2 separate regions of the Ovis aries genome follow, and region 2 is linked to region 1. Evidence: chromatin contacts called from public Hi-C data. All regions are on one chromosome and are shown on one strand. Each heading gives the region's core, a stretch centred on a gene start, on an enhancer-like site or on the middle of the called end of the contact. The rest is flanking DNA. Distances are from core to core; before and after follow the strand shown.

The links. Hi-C and Micro-C count contacts between places; a contact is called where the count stands out from the background.
Region 2: a contact with region 1 is called in a Hi-C map of liver, with 2.0 times the contacts expected there. The contact joins the enhancer-like site here to the promoter of EZR in region 1. A contact is called at or near these places in 3 of 16 Hi-C or Micro-C datasets (blood and liver).

What each region holds. Positions count from the first base shown.
Region 1 is chr8:82,937,972-82,945,486 of ARS-UI_Ramb_v3.0, forward strand. It overlaps EZR (ezrin), which reads right to left and starts at 1,426. Exons shown (of 14, transcript XM_060419304.1): 1 at 1,171-1,426.
Region 2 is chr8:82,988,683-82,995,463 of ARS-UI_Ramb_v3.0, forward strand. No RefSeq gene overlaps it. Among named protein-coding and RNA genes, the nearest start is that of EZR, 53 kb to the left of the region's middle. Within about 2 kb of position 4,574, at least 52 of the 54 cell types and tissues checked have an H3K27ac peak or open chromatin away from gene starts, as enhancers often do. A contact at or near this core is called in liver, where this site is marked.

The sequences.
Region 1 (7,515 bases), core at 176-2,675:
TGCCGCCGCCCCGAGACTCGGCGCCCGCCCCGCGCTGCCGCTTAAGAACCGGCCGGGCGGGCGCCACGATAAGTCACCGCCCAACCTGCAATTACCGCGGGCCGGGCGAGCCCAGCGCCGAGGGGGTGGCGGGGGGCGCGGCGCCGGGGGGCGGGAGCGCCGAGGCGGGGCCAGGCACCACGGGGCGGGGCCAGGCACCACGGGGCGGGGCCCGGGCGGTGGGGAGCGCGGCGCCGGGGGGAGGAGCTCAGGAGAGGGGTGTGGCCAGGGGCGTGGCCCGCCGGGGGCGGGGCGCGGAGCCCGGGCGGAGGGTAGGGCAGAGGAGGGCAGGGGCGGGGAGCACAGAGGAGGGGAAGGGCGGGGCCGGGCGGGGCAGCTGCTGGCTAGGGGTCTGGGCTGCAGGCAGGGGGCCGGGCCGGGCCGGAACCGGGGTAATGGGGGGCTGTCCGCCGAGGAACTCCTCGGGGCGTCCCGGAAGCCCGCGGGATCCCAGAAGACGGAGAGTTTCACTTTGTGAAGCAACCGTTTACCCTAGGGCTGAAACCGCAACCGTCAACCCTTTGAGAAATACTTTGTGAAAATGGTCCCCGCCCGGACGCGGGCGCGGGGCCCGGGGGCGCGTCCACGCAGCCCGGGCTCCGCCGGCGCTCCGGAATAGGGGCCCGAGGGGCCGGGCTGTGGCGCGGGAGGTCGCGCGGCGGCCACGCGGGCAGCCTCGGCTCCACCTGCCGCGTGTGTGGGCCGCGCCAGGGTCCCGCCGGTCCTGGGCTCCCGCGCCTACCGCCCCCTCGGCCGGGCTGCCCGCGCCGCCACACCTGTCGTCCTGTTCCGGCCCCTCCGCCGAGCGCGCGGCGCGAACCCCGCTCCCGCCGACCCGGGCCGCGCCCCGCTCACCCGCGGCTCTTGCAGAGGACGGCTGCGCTCCAAGCGATCCGTGCGTCCGAGCAGTGCGCCCGAGGCCCGCGCTCCCGAGAGTCCGGGGCGGGGCGGGGCCCCGGGGCCGCGCCCCTGACCGCCCCGCCCGGCCCGCGAGGTGCGGCTCGCGGGGAAGATGGCCGCGGGGACCCCGGGAGGGGGCGCCCCCCACCTCCCCCACCTCCCCCACCCTCGGAAAGACCTCTCCTCAACCCTTCTCTGTCCTTCCCCTCGCCTTCGGAGAACTTTGCTGACCTTGACTCAGCTCCCGAGGGTGGAGGAGAGGTGCGAGATCGTCCCGCGGTGGGCTGAGGGAGCGGAGGGACGTGTAAATAAGACTGCAGGGGCCGGCAGGCTGCCACCACGGAGGAGCGGGGCCTCTAGGGGTGCGGCCGTCCCCGTGGTCAGGTCATTTTGTCGTCCTCGCCCCCGGGGCCGAGACGGGATATTTTTTGAGAACCGGGGACCTGGGCCGCTGTGTCTCCCCGCGCACGTGGCCGCCTCCTCCCTCGGATTCCGCGATGATGGGCACAAGTATTAAAAGGCGCTCCATAGCCCAGCGCTCTTGGTTAAAGGACACACTTGTGGCCTCATTTGACTTGATTAACTCAAAGTTTAAGGGGGGGAGGGGGACAGAGAATAAATCTCCTTAGAAATTCTGGGAATTATTTTTTTAATTTTGTTTTTGCAAATGGTTCTCAAAAGGAATTAAACACAGACACGGACTTTGGTGGCCATTGGTATTTGTTGCGCAGCGATTAAGAGAGCTAACGAGAGCACTGGTTCTCAAAGCCTGCTTCCCAGACTAGCAATAACAGCATCACCTGGGAACTTGAAGAAATAGAAATTCACAAGTACTTCCCAAAACCTACAGAATTAGAAACTCTCCGCTTGGGGCCCAAAGTCGGAATCTTAAAGCCCTCCAGGTGATTGTGATGTAGGCTAAGGGTTGAGGCCAGAAATTTTCCTGAATTCCTTTCCTGGTCTAACTCCCTATTTGAGTTGAATAAGTTATTTAACACTTTAACATCTGTAAAATGGCATAATTATGGCACCTATTTCATAGAGTTGTTATGAGGATTTAAGGAGTCAAGGACTTCCCTAGTGGTTCAGACGGTGAGACCCACATTCCATCCCTGGGTCAGGAAGATCCCCTGGAGAAGGGAATGGCAACCCACTCCAGTAGTCTGGCCTGGAGAATTTCATAGACAAAGGAGCCTGATGGGCTCTAGTCCTTGGGGTCACAAAGAGCTGGACACCACTGAGTGACTAGCACAACAACAATGAGTGGATACATGTAAGATGCCTAGAAGAGTGCCTGAAACACAATAAGAGTGCAAATCTGCCCTGGCACAGAGAGCAACTAGTGACTCTGGGCAAGCACTAAACGGTAAGAGTCTCTTAGGTGATGGCACCCCACTCCAGAACTCCTGCCTGGAAAATCCCATGGGCGGAAGAGCCTGATAGGCTGCAGTCCATGGGGTTGTGAAGAGTCAGACACAACTGAGCGACTTCACTTTCATTTTTCACTTTCATGCATTGGAGAAGGAAATGGCAACCCACTCCAGTGTTCTTGCCTGGAGAATCCCAGGGACGCGGGAGCCTGGTCGGCTGCCGTCTATGGGGTCGCCCAGAGTGGGACACGACTGAAGCGACTTAGCAGCAGGATAGAGATACTAGTAGGACCCACTTCATGGGGTTGTAGGAATTGAATGAGGTAATGTGTGCAAAGTGTTTAGCACCATCCTGGCCTCTTAATGCCTATCCTCTCTTTGGGATGGACTGCTTTAGGGATAGCCCTTGTCTCCTATGACCCCTACCCCCACCCCACCCCTAGCTGCAGGTCCAGGGCATTTCAGACATCCAGGTGAGTAGGGAGGCCTTTTTTGAGATTTGGTCCTCAATTTGGGCAGGTCTGTTCCCTCTGAAAAAGGAACTTTTAAGAAGTAAAAATGTAAAGGGAACTGCATTAGTAAGGTAACTGAAAGGTATTTAACCTTCTAGTGATAAAACTTCAGGTTGGACATGTCATTCCTCCCATGCTCTATCTCCAAGTCTTATCACTGCCTGGAGCCTTGTTAGTCATTTTTGGTCCCCAACTATACTGATAGGATATGCCTCTAATTTTTTTTTTTTATCTCACCCAGGTTACAGTATTTTATTTTAACTGGATGTTTGAAATTGCAGTAGCCTAATACCTTCTGGAGCATTTCTACACTTTACCCTTCAGGGGAATACTAAGAAATGAACTGACCTGTGGCAGTGTTGTAAAAATGAAAAAAGATCACAGGTTTTAGAAGCACACAGAGCTAAGTCAATCCTGGTTCCAACTCACAAGCTGGTCATTTTGGGCAAATCTCTTAACCTGACCGAGCTCCCACCTCTCCGTCTGTAGGCTGGAGATGTTTATTTCATAGTGTTCTTGTGTCCCTGAGTCATACAATGTGAGCATTCAACTAACTCAAAGGCAACTTGTAGGTATAATTTTATGGCATAAGTTAAAATAGTACTTTGTAAATCAACTATATTTCAATTTAAAAAAATCTACAAATAATGCTGGAGAGGGTGTGGAGAAAAGGAACCCTCCTACACTGTTGGTGGGAATGTAAATTGGTACAGCCACTATGGGGAACAGTATGGAAGTTCCTTAAAAAAAAAACAACTAAAAATAGAGCTACCATGTGACCCAGCAATCCCGCTCCTGGGCATATATCCGGAAGAAACTATCATTCGAAAAGATACATTCATTCTAATATTCACTGCAGCGCTATTCACAATAACCAAGACATGGAAGCCACGTAAATGTCCACTGACAGATGAATGGGTAGAGGACATGTGACATGTGCGTAGGTATATGTGTGTGTGTATTTGTGTGTATGTTTATATGTGTGTGTATATGTGTATGTGTGTATGTGTATGTATGTGTGTATGTGTGTGTATGTATATATATATTCTTTTTATGACTAAATAATATTCCATATAAAGAATGAGAAATAATGCCATTTGCAGCAATATGGATGGATCTAGAGATTATCATACTAAGTGAATTAAGCCAAAGATAAATATCATATCATATTGCTTGTGTGTGGACTCTAAAAGAAAAAAAAATTCCAAAATATAGAGACATTCACAGACATAGAAAACAAACTTATGGTTACCAAAGGGGAGAGGGAGGTGAGGGGAGGGGTAAATCAGGGTAAATCATATATGTTAGGATTAACATATATGCACTGTTATATATGAAGTAGACAACTAACAAGGACCCACTATATAGCCTATAAGGGAGAAGAAGCTGAAAACGAAGCTGAAAAGTATATATATATACTTAACTGAATCACTGTGTTGTACACCTGAAACTAATGTGATATTGTAAATCAGTTCAGTTCAGTTCAGTCGCTCAGTCGTGTCTGACTCTTTGTGACTCCATGAATCGCAGCATGCCAGGCCTCCCTGTCCATCACCAAGGAGTGGTGGCTACCTGGGCACAGGAGGGCCTAGAGGAGCCATCCCACGCGAAGCTCAGGAAGTGTGGCTGTGAGGAGATACCCCTCATCCAAGGTAAGGAGCAGCGGCTGTGCTTTGCTGGAGTAGCCATGAAGAGATGCCCCACGCCCATGGTAAGAGAAACCCAAGTAAGATGGTAGGTGTTGCAAGAGGGCATCAGAGGGCAGACACACTGAAACCATACTTACAGAAAGCTAGTCAATCTAATCACACTAGGACCACAGCTTCGTCTGACTCAATGAAACTAAGCCATGCCCGCGGGGCAACCCAAGACGGGCGGGCCATGGTGGAGAGGTCTGACAGAATGTGGTCTACTGGAGAAGGGAATGGCAAACCACTTCAGTATTCTTGCCTTGAGAACCCCATGGACAGTATGAAAAAGCAAAATGATAGGATACTGAAAGAGGAACTCCTCAGGTCAGTAGGTACCCAATATGCTACTGGAGATCAGTGGAGAAATAACTCCAGAAAGAATGAAGGGATGGAGCCAAAGCAAAAACAATACCCAGCTGTGGATGTGACTGGTGATAGAAGCAAGGTCCAATGCTGTAAAGAGGAATATTGCATAGGAACCTGGAATGTCAGGTCCATGAATCAAGGCAAATTGGAAGTAGTCAAACAAGAGATGGCAAGAGTGAACGCGATATTCTAGGAATCAGCAAACTAAAATGGACTGGAATGGGTGAATTTAACTCAGATGACCATTATATCTACTACTGTGGGCAGGAATCCCTCAGAAGAAATGGAGTAGCCATCATGGTCAACAAAAGAGTCCGAAATGCAGTACTTGGATGCAATCTCAAAAACGGCAGAATGGTCTCTGTTTCCAAGGCAAACCATTCAATATCACGGTGATCCAAGTCTATGCCCCAACCAGTAACGCGGAAGAAGCTGAAGTTGAACGGTTCTATGAAGACCTACAAGACCTTTTAGAACTAACACCCAAAAAATATGTCCTTTTCGTTATAGGGGATTGGAATGCAAAAGTAGGAAGTCAAGAAACACCTGGAGTAACAGGCAAATTTGGCCTCGGAATGCGGAATGAAGCAGAGCAAAGACTAATAGAGTTTTGCCAAGAAAATGCACTGGTCATAGCAAACACCCTCTTCCAACAACACAAGAGAAGACTCTACACATGGACATCACCAGATGGTCAACACCAAAATCAGATTGATTATATTCTTTGCAGCCAAAGATGGAGGAGCTCTATACAGTCAACAAAAACAAGACCAGGAGCTGACTGTGGCTCAGATCATGAACTCCTTATTGCCAAATTCAGACTGAAATTGTAAATCAACTATATTTTTTTAAAAAAGTATAGAGACAAGGAATGATTGAAAAAAAGAATGGTCACTGCAGAAATTGGAAAATTATATCAATAAACTGAATCAACTATTAAAAATAAAATAGCACATCAATTTTGCATATACTTTCCTTATGTCTTACATTACTGGAAGCATTAAATCTTATAGTACATGTTACTTACTGTACAGGTTTTTATCTCCCCACAAAAACACTTATACTGTATCTTATGCTTTAAAAGGACTTTCCAAGGGTAACTTAATTTCACCTATGTTAGAACCTAGGCCCCTTCCCAACCACTGCACCCCCACCTCATCCCTGCAAGTTACACACAAAACTGAACTCCATGGAATCTCTGCCAGTTGCTTTGGACTGTGATGCTGAATCAGGTGTGCATTAGACTCACTAATGGAACCTCCTCCAGAAAACATGGGTCAATAAGTCTCAGGTGAGCCCGGGGATCTTGTCTTCAACAAGTCTCCAGGTGAGCCCGATATACTCAAAGACTGGAGAACCGCTGACATAGGATGTGGCAGGAACTTGACAAATGGTACTTACCTTGCCTCACCCTTCACCCTTCTTTTGTAAAGTTATTCCCCTGGTTTGTAAGTCATGGTTTTTGTTCACATATGATAATCAGTACCGTGGAAGGAAGTGAGAAAGCCTGAAGCCAGGAGTCTTAGATACCATTCCCTACTCTCCTTAGACTAGCTATTGACCTGGTACAGCTTGCGCCTCGTTTCAGGGTTTCGGTTTTTCAGCCAGAGGAGGGAAATCATACATCCACACGTGAGCCCAGCTGAAAGGCTGTTTGTTGCTAAATTGCTCAGAGTTATTCAGGCAAGGTGACAGGAAAGTAAGTTAGGGCGGCCCTCTCAGAGGCTTTTGGGCCTCCCTGATGGCTCCCATGGAAAAGCGTCTGCCTGCAGTGCGGGAGACTCGGGTTCGATTCCTGGGTCAGGAAGGTCCCCTGGAGAAGGAAATGGCAATCCACTCCAGCACTCTTGCCTGGAAAATCCCATGGCAGGCTACAGTCCGTGGGGTCACAAAGAGTCGGACACGACTGAGCGACTTCACTTTCACTTTCTCAGAAGCTTTAGACGCAGACAAGCAAGAGAGACCTGTCTGCACAGAACATCCACGTCTCCTGGTCACAGACTGCCCGTCAGCCACCTGGGAACCTGTCTCCATGCTGGTGCCAGGCTAATCTCAACCAAGAGCAAGCTCACAAATAGCGTGACAGTTTCTAGAGCCTGTTACTTCTAAAGAACAGTCAATAGGCAACAGGGAAATAGACTACCCTTGGTGAAACAAGGATTTGTGTTATCTGGCTGGACTCAATAACCTTGGGTGAAAATTCAGGAAGGTAGGTGAAAGAGCATAAGAAGGAGTAAGTACGGCCTGCGAGGTGGTTACCCTGCCTTGTGCCTAGAGATCGATTTGGTAAAGAATCTGCCTCCAAGGCAGGAGGCTGGGAGTCAATCCCTGGGTCGGGAAGATCCCCTGGAGGAGGGTGTGGCAACCCACTCCAGTCTTCTTGCCTGGAGAATTCCATGGACAGAGGAGTCTGGCCAGCTACAGTCCATGGGGTCGCAAAGAGCTGGGCATGACTGAACACCTAGTACACACACACAGGACAGTAATCTAGAAGACTCTTGGCACGGTAATCTAGAAGGGACGGCACTGTTCATGCGATTTGAGTCTGCTAATAATTCTGGCCACGAGGTGTTCTGTTTTGTTTCTTTGGCTTACTTAAAACCTTGCATAAATAACCTTAGTAGTCTTTATGTAAAA
Region 2 (6,781 bases), core at 3,324-5,823, 54 kb after region 1:
ATCTACTGATTCTTTTGGCAGGAACACTCAGCCTTCATCTTATCGATCGTGTTTACGTTAAATGTGGCCCTTTAGTGACTGCAGCATTCTGTAATGCAAACTCGCTGCCTAGGACCTTGAACGAGCCATTACTATAAACTCCCAAATAAAGCAAAGAAGCCTATCATGCGTTTCACAGTAAAGTGAGTAATGTCAGTAAAAAATCCTTAACCTTGCAGATTATCGACACAAGTCCAGGTCTAAACATTGTGTAATACTACAAGTATTAAATGTGGCAATTAGGCCCCAGGCTGCTGGGACCATTTGTTTACTAAAAAAAGAACAAGGACTGATATCTGGTAAAATAATTTCCCCCAAACCCACAAATTCAGCTGAAGTTCTAATTCTGGGTAAAGCAGAGATAGTAAAATGCCTTACCAAGCCACATATTAGGGGCAATAAAACCACTCAGCAGAGCCTAAACCAGATCCTAGTCCTCCATTTTTCTTCCTTTGGCATGGCACGGAAAGCCAGTCTACAACCACAGGAAGCAGCTTTTCTGACACCCTCTTAATCCCTTTGGACTCCAGGCGACCTGCAGATTGGCGATCAAATGCGTTAGTGTGGCTCTCAGGATGGCCTGCTCTGACTGCCTTCATCTCCCAGCACTCCCACAGCCTGAGCCCTTGAGCTTGGTGCTGCCTACAATCCCCATAGCCTTCTCCAAATGGATGCCCCTACACACATCCTTAAATTCTTCTGTGGTAGAAATTAGCTCTCAGCTGCTCTATTTGCTTGCTCATCTCTCACCTCCTTTACATTTCGAGCCAGTTACAGCAGTCACCATGACTGATTCATACTATTTGTATGCTTGGAACACAGAAAGAGATCCAGAATTATTTGTTGAATGAATGAATGAATGCTTCAAATGGGCCATTTAAAATGTAGATTCTCGTGGGGTCAGATTCCAGGCTGGAGGCTGTGTTCACTTGCTTTGCAATTGTAGAGGGCACTTTCATTACCTGCTACCGTTTGGTTCCTTAGTTTTGTCAACAGAAGATATTGTGTTGGGGCAACAGTAAAGAGTTAGGGGACAGGCAGGTTTTCAAAAGGAGTCCTTTACTGGAGCAAAAAATAATCTAAGTCAATCACACCCTCAATTACTCTTGCTGGCAATGAAAGGAGTTAGAAGGATGAATCAAAACCATTATACTAAGCAATATTGGCATCTGGCATCTATAACATTACAGGCTCAGTTCATATTACTACATTTTTGCAGCTAATAACTTCAGTTATTATGTTAATTTCAATAGCTAATTTTATAATTTATGGTAAATATTAATTTCTCATATCATATATAATTGAATATTAATTTCTCACTCCAAGACACAAGTTCTATTAAAGATTTCTAAGTCTAAAACTATAGGTTAATGTGGCCTAAAAAAGTGAGTTTATTTCATTTATTTTATACTGAATTGGTTGTTCAATTGACTGAATCAAATAATCCAAAGAGCTATTTGGGTATTAAGTACAGGTTGCCTAAGACACACACGTCTGAATAGGGAAAAAGGAACTCCACTTAAATTCAAATTTAATTGAACATAATGCTTTGCAAGTTTCTGGAGGCTCAGTTTACCTAAAACATACTTGGGTGTGTAGTGATTTGCAAAGTTTGCATTTTTGTAGTAACATCCAGGGCCACCTGATTGAGCAACACAGCACATTTTATAACTTTATAGTTGAAAAGAAGACTTAAAACCTTCTCTTTGCCTGATTCAGTTCAGTTCAGTTCAGTCGTTCAGTCATGTCCGACTCTTTGCGACCCCATGAATCGCAGCCTGCCAGGACTCCCTATCCATTACCAACTCCTGGAGTTTACCCAAACTCATGTACATCGAGTCGGTGATGCCATCCAGCCATCTCATCCTCTGTCGTCCCCTTCTCCTCCTGCCCCCAATCCCTCCCAGCATCAGGGTCTTTTCCAATGAGCCAACTCTTCGCATGAGGTGGCCAAAGTATTGGAGTTTCAGCCTGATTAGCAGTGATGAAAACAATCTGTTAATTGATCAACGCAAGATCAATCAACAAAAATGAATGGCTTTTAAGGGGAAAAACATCCCTTGCATTGTATTTTTTAAATAATGCCTTTAATTTTTTTTTATTACTGCCTAGTTCCTGTTCTTAGCTTTTTGTGTTTGTTTTTCTTTTTTGTCTTGTCAGACCAAATCATTTTCAATATGAATTAAGGTCAGAGTTGAAGCATGGGACCAGTAGGAAAGAACTATTATTGCTATAAAATACAGTCTATTTCCCTAATGTCTGCTTGTGAACCAGGCTATTTTGTCGAAATGTTTTCAGAAAGCTCTATTAAAGAATAACTGATGTCTTATACCTAATAGATTTTTAGTAACTATTTGTTCAATGAACAACAGACACAATTAAAGCTGAAGCCACTATTTGGAAATGATGTTGCTGAAGTTTCGATAAGGAATTTTAAAGCTATAGGTGAAAATAAGTGGTCTTAATGTAAATTATTACCTATGGAATTTAGTGCTGCCTATGTAGCTCTGTAAAAGGGACAATAAATGGATAATCATCAAGTCGGGTACTTTCTTTCTTCAACAGCCAAGGAAAAGGGCAAGAAGAAGAACATTTTTTAGAATCTATATACACCACACACTAATCCAGGGAACTTCACAGATCTCACTTGCAGCAGATAAAGAAAATGAGTTTCAGAGAAGTCTGGAAACTCCTACAACATCAGACAGAGAAGGAGGGTGATGGGCTGGGGATTTGGAGCCTTGGAGCCACTGCATGACTTGTATTTGGAATTTCCATCAATTTCTGGTAGCTCTGTGGGGGGTAAGTGTATAAAAATGTTTGAAAGCCACTGTTAAGACCAGTTTGCTTCTTGGTTCCTAACCAACCAAGTGGATCTAACTGAGGCCGCTCTGTAAACAGTCCAGTCTCCATATCAACCGACACAGCAGAACTCAAAATCTTTTCCAAAACTTTGCACTGCATGTTGAATATGGTCTGTTGTTCAGAAGTGGAGAATATTAAGACCCCTGGCATCATCACCATTTTCCCTTCCTAGCAATCCTTTTCCTAAGCCAGCAGCAGGACAAACGTCTTCCTGAGAAATTATGGCACTGACTAAGCTCAACTCCTCTTGGGCCAGAGAAAGCTGAATTTTCAATTTATTAAGACAAGGAAGAAAGAGATTACAGAGCTCAGTACTCAATGGCACAAACAATGGAGTCAGACCACCACGGGGATAAATCAGCGCTGACATCATATTATATGACTTCAGTCTAGTTATTCAGTCCCTCTGGGCCTTAGTTTCCCTTTCTGTAAAATGGAATAATAATGGTATCTAAGTCGTGTGGATTTTGTAAGCATTAGAGGAAATGTCTGTTAAGCATTTACAAAGCATGGGTCATTAAAAATAATGAATGATGATTTTCACTGATGTGCTCAATAGTTGCTCAGTTATATTCTTTCTACATGCGTTAGTTGCTCAGTCATGTCTGACTCTTTGTGACCCCACGGACTGTAGCCCACCAGGCTCCTCTATGGAATTCTCCAGGCAAAAATATTGGAGTGGGTTAAATTCCCTTCTCCAGGGAATCTTTCCAACCCAGGAATCCAACCCAGGTCTTGCGCACTGCAGGCAGATTCTTTACCACCTGAGCCACCAGGGAAGCCCCTCTTTCTACATATCTAAATGCAAATAATGTTCAAGGCTGTGAGCTCAGGAAACCTCAAGAGGCGTTCAGGGGTTTTGCAATCAGAGGTAATATTTGTGATTACAAAATTTAGGAAACAGAACTCCTAAACAGAATCCCTTTCAAGCTAAGTTCCCATCCAATAAGGAGTGGTGGCTTCAAATGGTCCTTTTTACTTCTTTTCAGGTATGATAGCAGTTTCCGTAAATCACATTTTATAGTTATTCAGTAACTCTCACCAAAGAAGCTCAAACTTGCCTGTCACCGAACAAAAAAAAAAAAACAACTCAAACAGCCTTGAAACTCAGAGCAGTAGTACACCTGATTGGTGGAGAGCCAGAAAGCAGGGGCGGTCAGATGTGGCTCTGATCACGATGTGGGAAAGAGGAGGAAATAAGATCCTCTGGAGCTGTCTAGGGAGTGTTTTGTTCCTCTGGTTTCAGAAAAGGGTAAACCACAGCAAGGAGAGAAGAAAGGAAGGCCACAGTCAAGAGAAAGGACACAGTCAGACAAAGGTTCCAGAGGGCAGGCGGCCTCACAGGTCTGATTTAGCGAAGGGCCAGGTTAGCCTGGCAGAAAGGTCTGCAGAGGGAGCTGACAAGCGCTTCCACACAGGAAATGACACTTTGGCAAGGTTCTCGCAGTTTCTGCCATGTGGCTTCTAAGTGTCAGGCCATTGAGCAACTCCCTCTCCAAAGCGTGAATTAGTTCGGTTCTTAGCAGCCTGTCACACAGGCTCATTAAAAACGTAGCCCAACCAACAGACGGCAGAGTGGCCATGGCAGCCCCAGCATCCCTCTAGAGAAGGTCAGGGCCTAAGGAAGCTAGAGCCCACGGCCTCCTCATACCGCGAAGCCGCCGGAAGCGCCCCTCCTCCTGAGTCTCGGCCCCGCCCCGCGCGGCGCGCGAGCGTGTCCTCACCCGCGGCCGACCAATCAGAGCGCGAGACCAAAATAGCGCCGTATAAATGCGTGCCGGCCGGCACTGCCGGCGCAGAGCCGCGCGCTAGGGCGGGGCTGCGCGCGCAGGTGAGCGGGGCGGGGCTGGGCCACCTGCAGGGAGAGGCGAAAAGGGGCGGGCCCGGCGCACCTGCTTCCGGCTGACGTGGGCGGGGAAGGTAGTCAGCGACGTGCGGCAAACAGTCGCGGAGTTTGAGTTTCTGTGTGAGGAACGTGGAGCCTGCGAGCTCCGCTTCAACAGGACTTAGGGCTACACTGCTCTCACTGGTTTCCTCACCGAAAAGAAGCGCCATCCGCAGTCTGCGAGCCTGCGAAATAAAGGGCAGACCGCAGCCGAGAGTCCAGGGGCGACTCCTGTCCCGCTCCAGCAAAAGTTAACAGAGCCGGCTCTTAAGCCCTGGAAGAAGCCTAAAAACGAGTGGCCTCACAGTTGTGGGTGGGAGACAGGCCCAAATAAGAGGCCGAAGGTGATAAGATAGACGTGCTTCCCAGAAAGAAATGATCGATGCAGGGAGCCATTTCTTGGGGTCACTTTTTTAGGAGGAGATGAAAAACAAAGGTAGTATTAGGTGGAAAAACAAAGGCTTTCGCGTCATACACACCTGGCTTTCAACCTCACACACCCGCTCTGTAACACTGAACTCTGAACTCATCAGCAAACCTGGAAGTGGTCCCATCTTTAAGATGCAGATAACAGTACATATCCCATAACGTATTTTTGAGTAAGTCCCTCCGGAGATCATATTCATTTCTCTCTCCTTTTCTTCCTTCCCTCTCTCTCTTCCTTTCATCCTCTCCTTCATTTCCTTTCTTTTCTCTTTCATTCCTCATCTTTCTTCCTTTTTTTTTTTTTTTTTCCTAATTGAGATGTAGCTTTCACACTGAAGAGATCTTAAGAGAACAGCTTGATGAGCTTTTACACAGTATAATCAGCTCCAGGATAGAGATACAGGATATTTTTCATCACCCTAGGTTTCCACTTGCTCCTTCCCAGTTAATACTTATCACCCTAGAAGGAGCCATCCTGACTTTATGACTATATATTAGCTTTTCCTGTTCTTAAACTTCATATGATTGCAGTCAAGTAGTATGCCTTTTTCAGACTGGTTTCTTTCACCCAACAATGTCCGTAAGATTCATTCATGGTATGGCATATATCAGTAATTTGTTTACTGTTGGGTAGCTATGGAAAAACGCTAACTTTTTGGCCAACCCAATATTATATGGGTTGCGTCAAGTATAAGCTTCCCTTGTAGCTCAGTCAGTAAAGAAACTGCTTGCAATGCAGGAGACCTGGGTTTGATTCCTGGGTAGGGAAGATTCCCTGGAGAAGGAAATGGCAACCCACTCCAGTATTCTTGCCTGGAGAATCCCATGGACAGAGGAGTCTGGCAGGCTGCAGTCCATGGGTTGCAAGAGTCAGACAGGACTTAGAGACTAAACCACCACCACCACCACCAATATTATATGAAACATACAACAGTTTATCTATTTCATCATTGATAGGCATTTTGGTTTTCAGTTTTTGGTTGTTATGATTGAAGCAGCGAGTGAACATTCCCATGGGTCTTTGGTGAAAAAAATACACACAGTCTTGTTGGGTATATAAGAATGAGCACAAATTTTATGTCATGGCATAGGTGCATGTTTAATTTCAATAGACACTGCCTAGCAGTTTCCCTCAAAGGTTGAATTGATATATGACAGTTATTTTATATCCTTGCCAACATTTGGCATTAATAGTTTTTTTCTTAAAAAATTCTTGGTGAGTATGTAGCAATATCTCCTTGTGGTTTTCATTCATTTTTTTTCTCTAATGAATAATGATGTTGAGACCCTTAACTAACTTCCTGGCCTTTTGGGTTACTTATTTTTGAGAAATGATTGTTCAAATCTATTTTTTTAATGGGTTTGTCTGTCTTTTTGCTATAATTTCTGGGGATGCTTTATATTTTCTGGATATGAATCTTTCATTAGGCACATGGATTATGAATATATTCTCCCTGTCTGTGCCTTGCTTAATCTGTTTCTTATGATGTCTTTATTTTATTTTGTTGTTAAAGTGAATATACAACAACACCGAGTTAAATTTTTTTCTAACGTAAAACAAAAACT